Regions from separate parts of the Sus scrofa genome. Here all the other regions are linked to region 3. A link is a contact called in public Hi-C and promoter capture Hi-C data. All regions are on one chromosome and are shown on one strand. The core of a region is the stretch at or near the end of the contact, and the rest is flanking DNA. Distances in the headings are between cores, read along the strand shown. Region 1 holds the start of SPHK2 (sphingosine kinase 2). Region 2 holds the start of CYTH2 (cytohesin 2). Region 3 holds the start of NAPA (NSF attachment protein alpha).

Evidence for each region. Promoter capture Hi-C pulls out the DNA fragments that hold promoters and counts their contacts. Hi-C and Micro-C count contacts between places; a contact is called where the count stands out from the background.
Region 1: a Hi-C map of skeletal muscle shows a contact between it and region 3, with 4 times the contacts expected there. The contact joins the promoter of SPHK2 here to the promoter of NAPA in region 3. A contact is called at or near these places in 2 of 5 promoter capture datasets (fetal liver and liver) and 2 of 47 Hi-C or Micro-C datasets (liver and skeletal muscle).
Region 2: a contact with region 3 is called in a promoter capture Hi-C map of liver, with 3 times the contacts expected there. The contact joins the promoter of CYTH2 here to the promoter of NAPA in region 3. A contact is called at or near these places in 1 of 5 promoter capture datasets (liver) and 2 of 47 Hi-C or Micro-C datasets (liver and skeletal muscle).

What each region holds. Positions count from the first base shown.
Region 1 is chr6:53,981,594-53,984,293 of Sscrofa11.1, reverse strand. SPHK2 (sphingosine kinase 2) reads right to left here and starts at 1,383. Exons shown (of 6, transcript XM_021094684.1): 1 at 1,351-1,383; 2 at 964-1,348; 3 at 1-120. The coding sequence starts at 1,368.
Region 2 is chr6:53,868,097-53,870,796 of Sscrofa11.1, reverse strand. CYTH2 (cytohesin 2) reads right to left here and starts at 1,322. Exons shown (of 12, transcript NM_001144120.1): 1 at 1,304-1,322; 2 at 311-458; 3 at 146-212. The coding sequence starts at 1,322.
Region 3 is chr6:53,273,848-53,276,547 of Sscrofa11.1, reverse strand. NAPA (NSF attachment protein alpha) reads left to right here and starts at 1,310. Exons shown (of 11, transcript NM_001244384.1): 1 at 1,310-1,497. The coding sequence starts at 1,400.

The DNA of each region.
Region 1 (2,700 bases), core at 134-2,633, 710 kb before region 3:
CTTCAGAGATCATGGGCAGCACGTGGTTCTTACACCACTGCCAGGCCAGGCCCCGCCCCCCAAAGGGATTGACCAGTAGGAGCAATCGGGGCGGCCGAGGCAGAAGGTCAGGGGTGATGTCTGCAGAGAGAAGAAAAGGGGTCTAAGGGGTCAGGGACCCAGGCACCCCACCCCGGCAACAGTAACTGTGAACAGCCCCCAGGAGAACTGGGGGAGGGCTGGCATCAGAACCTGCTGGGAGTTAGAGGATTTCTTCTCTCTGGCTTACCTGCTTAGGCCCAGGTATGCAGCCCTGCCCCTTCTCCCAGGTGCTAAGACAAAGGCAGCGCTTGGGTGCCTAATCCCACTGCGCTTTGGATGCACGTTTGGGAGGAGGCAGGAGAGCTGAGGTTTCCACTTTCCTCACCGCCAAACACCTGGGAACCCAGGATCAGGTTCCTCTGCTGTGTGAGGCTCACTCCCTGTCACCAGCTCTTAGGCCCCCAGGCAGCTGGGACCAAGGAAGGCCCACCAGGTGGGGACCCTCAAACCTTTACCTTGTTCCAACTGAGTACCTGACTGGGGGTCCCTGTGTCTCTGATCCCCTACAGATGGATCAGATGCCATCTCTGGGCTCCTGAGATTCCCCAGGGGACCTCAGTGCCTGTCACTGGGTGGTGACCAAGCATGTCTCAGTTGGCTATTCTCACCAGCCCAGGAGCCTCTGACTCATCGTGGTCTGGACCCATGGCAGGGAGCAGGGCACAGAGACAGAAGGCGCAGCAGACAGGAACCCTTTTTCTCTGCCTGTGATTCTGTTCCTTCTGTTCCATCCCTGTCTGTGTGTCGCTCTTGAAATACGAACCCAGAGAGAGACATCACACAGCCAGACACATGGAAAAGTAGAGACAGAGATGCCCACAGAGGGAGATCTGCAGAGACACTAAGGTGGCCTTAGGACAGTAAGGCTGCTCAGTGCCTCACCCCCGTCCCCAGGCAGCGGCAGCCCGCGGAGCAGACACGTGAGGGCAGTGGCCCAGCGCTGGGCCTCAGCACGGTTCTCCTCATAGGTGGCTGCCTCGTCGGCTCGGAAGGTACGTGCAGCTCTGCGCCGGCCCCCGCGCCGGCCCCTCGGGTAGGTATAGATGCAGAAGTAGGCTGCCGAGTCTGAGGGGCTCCGGCTCCGCAGGGTGCAGCAGCCTGAGACCTCGGCCAGCAGGACCAGGCCACCCCGTGGCCGGGCTTCAGGCTTCGGGCGCAGCCGCTGGATGTGCAGGGCTTGTGGTGTGAGAGTGAGGGCAAAGCGTGGGCCTCGGGCTGGGTAGGAACCAAACTCGCCATGCAGGAGTGGGGTGCTGGCGGTCAGGGCAGTGGCGGTGGGGGGGCCATGGCCTTAGCTCTGTCCAGGGTGCTCCTAGGCCTGTGGCCCCAGCTCCAGGTCAGCTCCTGGTCTGGCCTCTGTGGGGAGGAAGGCGAGCAGGAGTCAGAGTCCAGGACCCTCACGGTGGGCAGAGGGAAGCAGGGGCAGGGCCTGTGAGCAGGAGATAGAGGGGTGCTCACAGGCAAGATGGGCGCACCAGAGACAGACCGGCCTGGGCAAGTGTGGGAAGACGCCAAGGCTGCGGGGCAGAGGTCAGCTGGAGGAGAAGGCCAGCACCCTGGAGGGCCCACACTCAGCCATGCAAACTTTCATTCATTTATTCCCCACCAACTATTCAGTACCTCTATTTATCAGTCATGGTGCCAGGCCCAGCAAAGACAGCAGGGAATAAAACAGACAAAACCCCCTGCTTTCGTGGGGTTTATATTCTAATCCAAAGACAGACAAACAAGATAAGAAAATACCTATCATGCTGGATGATGCTAATGGCTTCGGGGAAAAATAATGCAGAGGAGATCAGGAAGGTGGATAGATACAAACAGACGTGTAATGACAGAAAAACACCACACATACACACACACAGTCAACTCCAGATGGAGAAAAGTAACAAGAGACACTCAGACACATGAAGGTCTGAGAGCCAGAAAAACACTGAGAGGAGACAAACAGCTTCAGTGAGACAAAAAACCTAGTCTGATGAGAGTTACTTGGGGAGCAGAGTATGAGTTTAGGGGCCCCAGGAGGCACTCTGAGGGTCAGAGAGACAACAGAGGTAGAGAAAGAGCAGACAGGAGAGGCAGGAGGTAGGGGATGCGGTCGCTGGAGAGACTAAGAAAGGGGTATGACACAGAGGGACTAAGGGGTCAGAGGGAGGGGAGCCACATGCAAGCACCTGCAAGGAACAAGGGCCAAGAGCTGGACCCCAAGCACTGACCTGGGTGTCTAGCCGCCTGCTCTCCAGGGAGAGACTGGGAGCTGGCCCCGAGGTCCCCTCCCCCTGCCCTCTGCCCAGTTTCTGCCTTCTCCTTCCTGCTCACCTTTGTTCCTCACTGCTCCACCCGCCTGTCTCCTATCAGTCCTGCCCCTCAGCTCCCCAGGCTCTGAACTGCCCCAGACACACCCCCATCTGTGGACTCACTCAGGAGTCATCTCTGCCCCCTGCCCTGAGCAGCTCCTCGGGCCCCTTTAAACTTGCGCTGACCTCCGCCCCTTAGGCACAGAGCCCCTAATCTCCCCCAGTCCTGGGCCTGAGTCTCTGTCCCTAGGTCCTCAGATCTCTGGACCAGTCTCCATCCTCTCCAGCCTCTAGATCTCTCAGACCAGGGCCTGGGTCTCCATCC
Region 2 (2,700 bases), core at 73-2,572, 590 kb before region 3:
GCAAAGGTCAGGGGACAGAGGGACAGCCAATATCTGAATCCAGGGATCAGGCCCGAGTCTGTCCACCACCACACCTCTGCTACCTGGAGATGCCAGAATCCCTGTCTGTCTTCCTGGCTGATCCCAGCCCTGTGGTCCCAAGCACCTTTTTGGGGTCCATGTTGAACTTCTTCCTGCCCATTGCCATCTTCCGGTTCCGCTGCAAGGTCTTGCTGCAGGGGCAGAGAGTGCAGGATGGAGGGTCAATGCCTGTGCATCTCCGGCCCAAGCCAAGCCCCCTGACCCCCAGGATCCCGGCCCCAGCCCTCACCTGCCCTCATTGGCCTCCAGCCCCTCGACTTCGCTCATGGCTTCGCTGAGCTCCTCCCGCAGGCGCTGGATCTCCACCAGCAGCTCCTGCTTCCGCCGCCGGATGTTCTCCAGCTCCATCCGCTCCTCGGGAGTCAGGTCCGGGGGCTCTGGGGAAGAGGGTCGGGGGTGGGGGGGGTCAGTTCTGGGGACCCCAAACCCGGATGTCTGCCATCTGCGGGAGGACAGGGGTGGGGGTGGGGGATGGGCAGGACGTCTAGGTTCGGGGAGGATGAGGGTCCAGCCTCCTCCGTCTGCTGGAAGAAGGGGTTGGGGGCCTAGATTCCTCAATCCAGAGATGGAAGGGCTGGGAATCCAAACTCTTTAGTCCGGGGGTGGAGGAAGGGGACTGGGAGCCTCAACTCAGGTCTGCGGGGAGCAAAAAAGGGCTGGAAGCTTGAGCTACGGTCCATTACTTGACAGGGGGCTGAGGCCTTGGTTTTCTGCCTCCATTCTCGGCGAGGGAGCTGAGGGTCTGGGTGTCCGGACTCCTGGGTCCATGGAAAGTAACTATGGCAGGGGAAGCTGATGACAGCTGGCAAGAGTTAAGGAAGGGGGCGGGGCATCGGAAGCCCCCGCCCCCGCCTTAGCGGGCTCTCGGTAGGCCCCAAGATTTCTCCCCACCCCACCGCCCCCAGAAGCCCCCCTTCCCGCTCCCAGCAGGCACTGGGCTCGCCCGGCCCCTCCAGAGGGAATGGTTCCGCCCCGGGCCTCGCCTCCACCGCTCCATCCCACCCCCTCCCGCCGCCACCGGAAACAGGCTCGGCCCAAACAATGGCCTGGAACGCCCCAGTCTCCAGCCCCGCCGGAAGCGCGTCCCAGGCCCCACAAAAGCAAGGCGACGACGGGGCCGAAAGGCTCAGCAAGGCGCGCTACGGGGAGAACGTTCGCGGCGGAACCTTCGGGGCGAAACTCTCCATCCACTTGCAGCCGGCCCCGCCCCTCCCCGACTCACCGTAGACACCGTCCTCCATGGCGGCTAGGAAGGCCCGCGGGGAGTCCGGGGCGGTCCCGCCGGTCGGGCCTGGATCCGCGTTGGCCCGCGGGCTCGGGTGAGCCCGCTCAAACGCCCCGGGAGCCACCGCCGCCTCCTCAGCGCCAGTCCTCAGCGCTGAAAAGACTCTCCCTTCGTCTCCCAACCGCCCCGCCAGTAGGGACCGCCCCTCGTTTTGACACCGCCCAATCTACGGCGGGACTTCTCGCCTGCCCCGCCTCCGATATCAAAGGATCGCCCTCCACGGCCAATAGACGCACAAGGAGTAGATATAGCCGTGTCCGGCAGGAGGTAGATGGTCTGCGAGGCCAATCGGAATGCTGGCAGGGGACCGGGTCCCGCCTCCGAAACTAAAGAAAGCACTTGGCTGGCTTGCAAGCCAATGAGAAGCCTCGGAAAGGAGTTGCGTGAGAAGAGAGAGAGGAATACGCCTGCGCAAGGGCTGCGGGCATTTAGGATACCATTCAACTGAGCCCCGCCTCCACCAATACGTTGCTAGGGGGCGGTACCTTATTAGGCTTGTTGCCAGGGGGCGGGGCACAACCATTGGTTGTTTCTGTGAGTCACATCTCCTAGCAGGCATAGCTGGCTTTTGACCGCAGTGGTTGCCATGCAACCGAGAGCGGCTTTGGCTCACCTTTCTTTGGGCCTCCTTCCTCTGGGCACTGGCCCCTCCGATCTCTTACCCCTTCCCATGGCCTCCCCATCAACCTCAGCCTCTTCATAGTCAAAGAGTGGTGAAACAAAAGACATTCTTTCTTCCAAATGCTAGCTTTTTGGTCCCTGTCTTGGAGAATGGGACAATAGGAGAAGGCCAGATACAGTGAAAACGTAGGCTCTGCCTTCCCAGAGCCGGCTGCCTCTCAATTTCCTCCCTCTCTCCCCCGAATTCCTCCCCTTATTTTACCACCCTACACCACCCCCGCCCCAGGACAACTCCCCTTTCCTCGGCATCCTCCCACCTTTCATTCCTCCCCCTTACTGTCCTCTCCAACCCGGCTCAGCTCACTTTCCCCTCCTCTCAAAGTCTTGTTCTTCTTAAACTCCTCCCTCCTCTCCGAGCCCTGCATCTGAGGACATTTCCCCTCCCCCACCTCTCATTCCCTTTCCTTGCAGGCAAAACGGGTGCAGGGACCTGGTTCAGATGGAGAAACTGGGCAAAAACCGCCTCTTCCCTCGCTCCCCAGGCCCTGTCATGGACAGATCCCTAATTGGGTCTGAGGTGCTGTCTGGGCCTGGTCCTCATTCAACGTCCCTGAACCAGGCAGGTGGGGACAGATTCCCAGCCAGGACCTGGTTAAGCTGACAGATTAGACACGGACCTTCCTAATCCCCTCAATGACCTTTATGAGTGGCTC
Region 3 (2,700 bases), core at 61-2,560:
CAGTCACAGGAGTTTTTGTTTCCCTGTGCATATAAAAGTTACCTTTACACTATCCCTGAGTCTGTTAGTGTGCCATAGTATTGTGTAAAAAAAAAAAAAGTACATATCAATTAAACGTACTTATTGCTAGAGTTCCCATCGTGGCTCAGTGGTTAACGAATTCGACTAGGAATCATGAGGTTTGGGTTCGACCCCTGGCCTTGCTCAGTGGGTTAAGGATCTGGCGTTGCCATGAGCTGTGGTGTAGGTTGCAGACGTGGCTCGGATCCCGCGTTGCTGTGGCTCTGGCGTAGGCCGGTGGCTACAGCTCCGACTGGACCCCTAGCCTGGGAACTTCCATATGCCACGGGAGCGGCCCAAGAAATGGCAAGAAGACAAAAAAAAAAAAAAAAAAAAAAAAGTACTTATTGCTGTCATCTGAGCCTTTAGCCAGTCGTAGTAGTAACATCAAAGATCACTCTTCACAGGCCGCCCTAACAAATGTAGTAATGAAAACATTTAAAGTAGTTCAAGAATTATCAAACGTGACACTGAGACGTGAAATGAGCTAATGCTGTTTGGGAAGCAGCGCAGCGCAGACACTCCTGCTCAAGGCAGGGTTCCCACAACCTTCAACTCGTCCAAAACGTAGTATCTGCAAAGGGTAATTAAAGTACAAATAAAGTGAGGTATGCTTTCTTCACTGCCCTTCCCAAGCCAGTTTCAGCATAGGTCGACAGAGGGCGCAAGAACAAGAAGACCAGTTTCCTTCTCGCCACAGACGCCTTTACAAGTGAAGGACAATAGGAGATAAGGAGCGGAGGCGGGGACTAACTACTGCGCAACGGAGCTGTCAAACCCAGGCGTGGTTTGGTCGTAACTTCCCGCACGGCCCAGGAGCTGTCACGTGAGAGGCATCGGTCAGCTGACTGGGATATAAATTCCACCGGGGAAGGTACAGGCGGAGCCAGGGTCTGGTGCTCATTGGTGGAGGCGGATCCAGCCAGGTAACACCTCGAGGAGGAGCTTGCGGGGAGGAGGAAGGGTCCTTGGCGGTGAGGACTACGATTGGCTGGCGTTGAATCACATGGGCCGTCACCCCGAGCTTCCGGAAGCGAGGCGAGCGCAGTGCGCGGACTCTTGCGCATGCGTCCAAGCACCAGGTCGCCGATTGGAAACTGAGAGTCACGGGGCGGTGTAAGGCAGCTGGCGGGGGGCGGGGCCCGCGGGGCGCGCGCCGCGCTACGAGGCCGCTGGTTGGCCAGCGCGGAGCACGTGGTGCCGGGGCGCAGGAGGCGCGCGCCGGAGCGACGTCAACGCAGCCCACTAAGCTCCCCCGACCTGTGTACCGCGGCTCTGCCGCGGCTGAGTCCTCCGAGGGTTGGGGTTCGGCGGTTTGCTGAGTACCTTTGCCGCCGCCATGGACAACTCCGGGAAGGAAGCGGAAGCGATGGCGCTGCTGGCCGAGGCGGAGCGCAAAGTGAAGAACTCGCAGTCCTTTTTCTCGGGCCTCTTTGGGTAAGAACTGCGCCGGGCAGTCGGCCGGGACCTACGCTGAGAGGACGCAGGAGTCATGGGCTGAGGCGGCGGTAGAGACGAAGGGCTTGAGCCTCGAGGATGGAGGGCGTCACTGGATTACGTGACATGGTCTAAGTCAGCAGAGGGGACGAGGCTGAGGGCTAGGGGGCCCCGGGTGTGGCAGTGGCATCATGGTTTGAGGAGAGACTGAGAAGATGGCATTACCCTGGGCTGAGGACACCCAGGCCAGGGTGACACCATCTGGAGGCGGCAAGGGGACCCAGGCTGAAGACGGGCCAGAGCAGCAGCTGGGGTGAAGAAATGGTCTGAGGCCTTGCGGGGAACCTGGCCTGCGGAGATTGAGGGAGCCTGGGAGGGCAGCCAGGTCAAGCAGCTTTTTGAAGCTCTAGGAGGACTTATTTGAAGGATCTCAGACCGGCGTCTTGAGGCCTGGGACTGAGGAGCTCTCCCGCTCTAGGGCCTCACCTTTCCAAGTCCTGAGGTGGTGGATTTGTGTGAACTCAGGGTCAGGGCTTAGGTGATCCTGGGAGTGAGGAGCCCAGGTCTGAGGTGTGTGAGGTGTCTGGGCTGAGTGTGGTCCTGGTTGCCGGGAACTAGTATCAGGGGATCTGACACCCGGGTGAGATCTGGGCGGAGGCCTCCCTGGGGTGATGGAGCGAAGGCTGATGAGGCCTGAGCTGGGAGACTGGAGACCAAGTGGGCGTGGGGGGAAATCAGTGGAGCTGGCTCGGTTTAGGACTGGGGAGGATAAAAGGAAGAGATGAGAGGAGTTCCCATTGTGGCGCAGTGGAGACGAATTCGACTAGGAACCCTGAGGTTTTGGGTTCGATCCCTGGCCTTGCTCAGTGGGTTAACGATTCGGCGTTGCCGTGAACTGTGGTGTAGGTTGCAGATGCGGCACAGATCTGGCGTGTGGCTGTGACTGGCCGGCAGCTGTAGCTCCGATTAGACTCCTAAACTGGGAACCTCCTTATGCCACAGGATTAGCCCCCCCCCCAAAAAAAAAAGGGAAGAGATGAGAAAACCAGAAGGGGCTGAAGGCCTGCTGAATGGTCCTTGAGTGAGGTTTGGGCGGGCAGTGCGAGCAGGATGAGCAGCATGCCCAGGAGAGGGCTGAAGGGGGCTGGGCCACAGACCCAACACCCACAGTGTGGCAGGCCTTTCACATAAAGTTCATGTCAG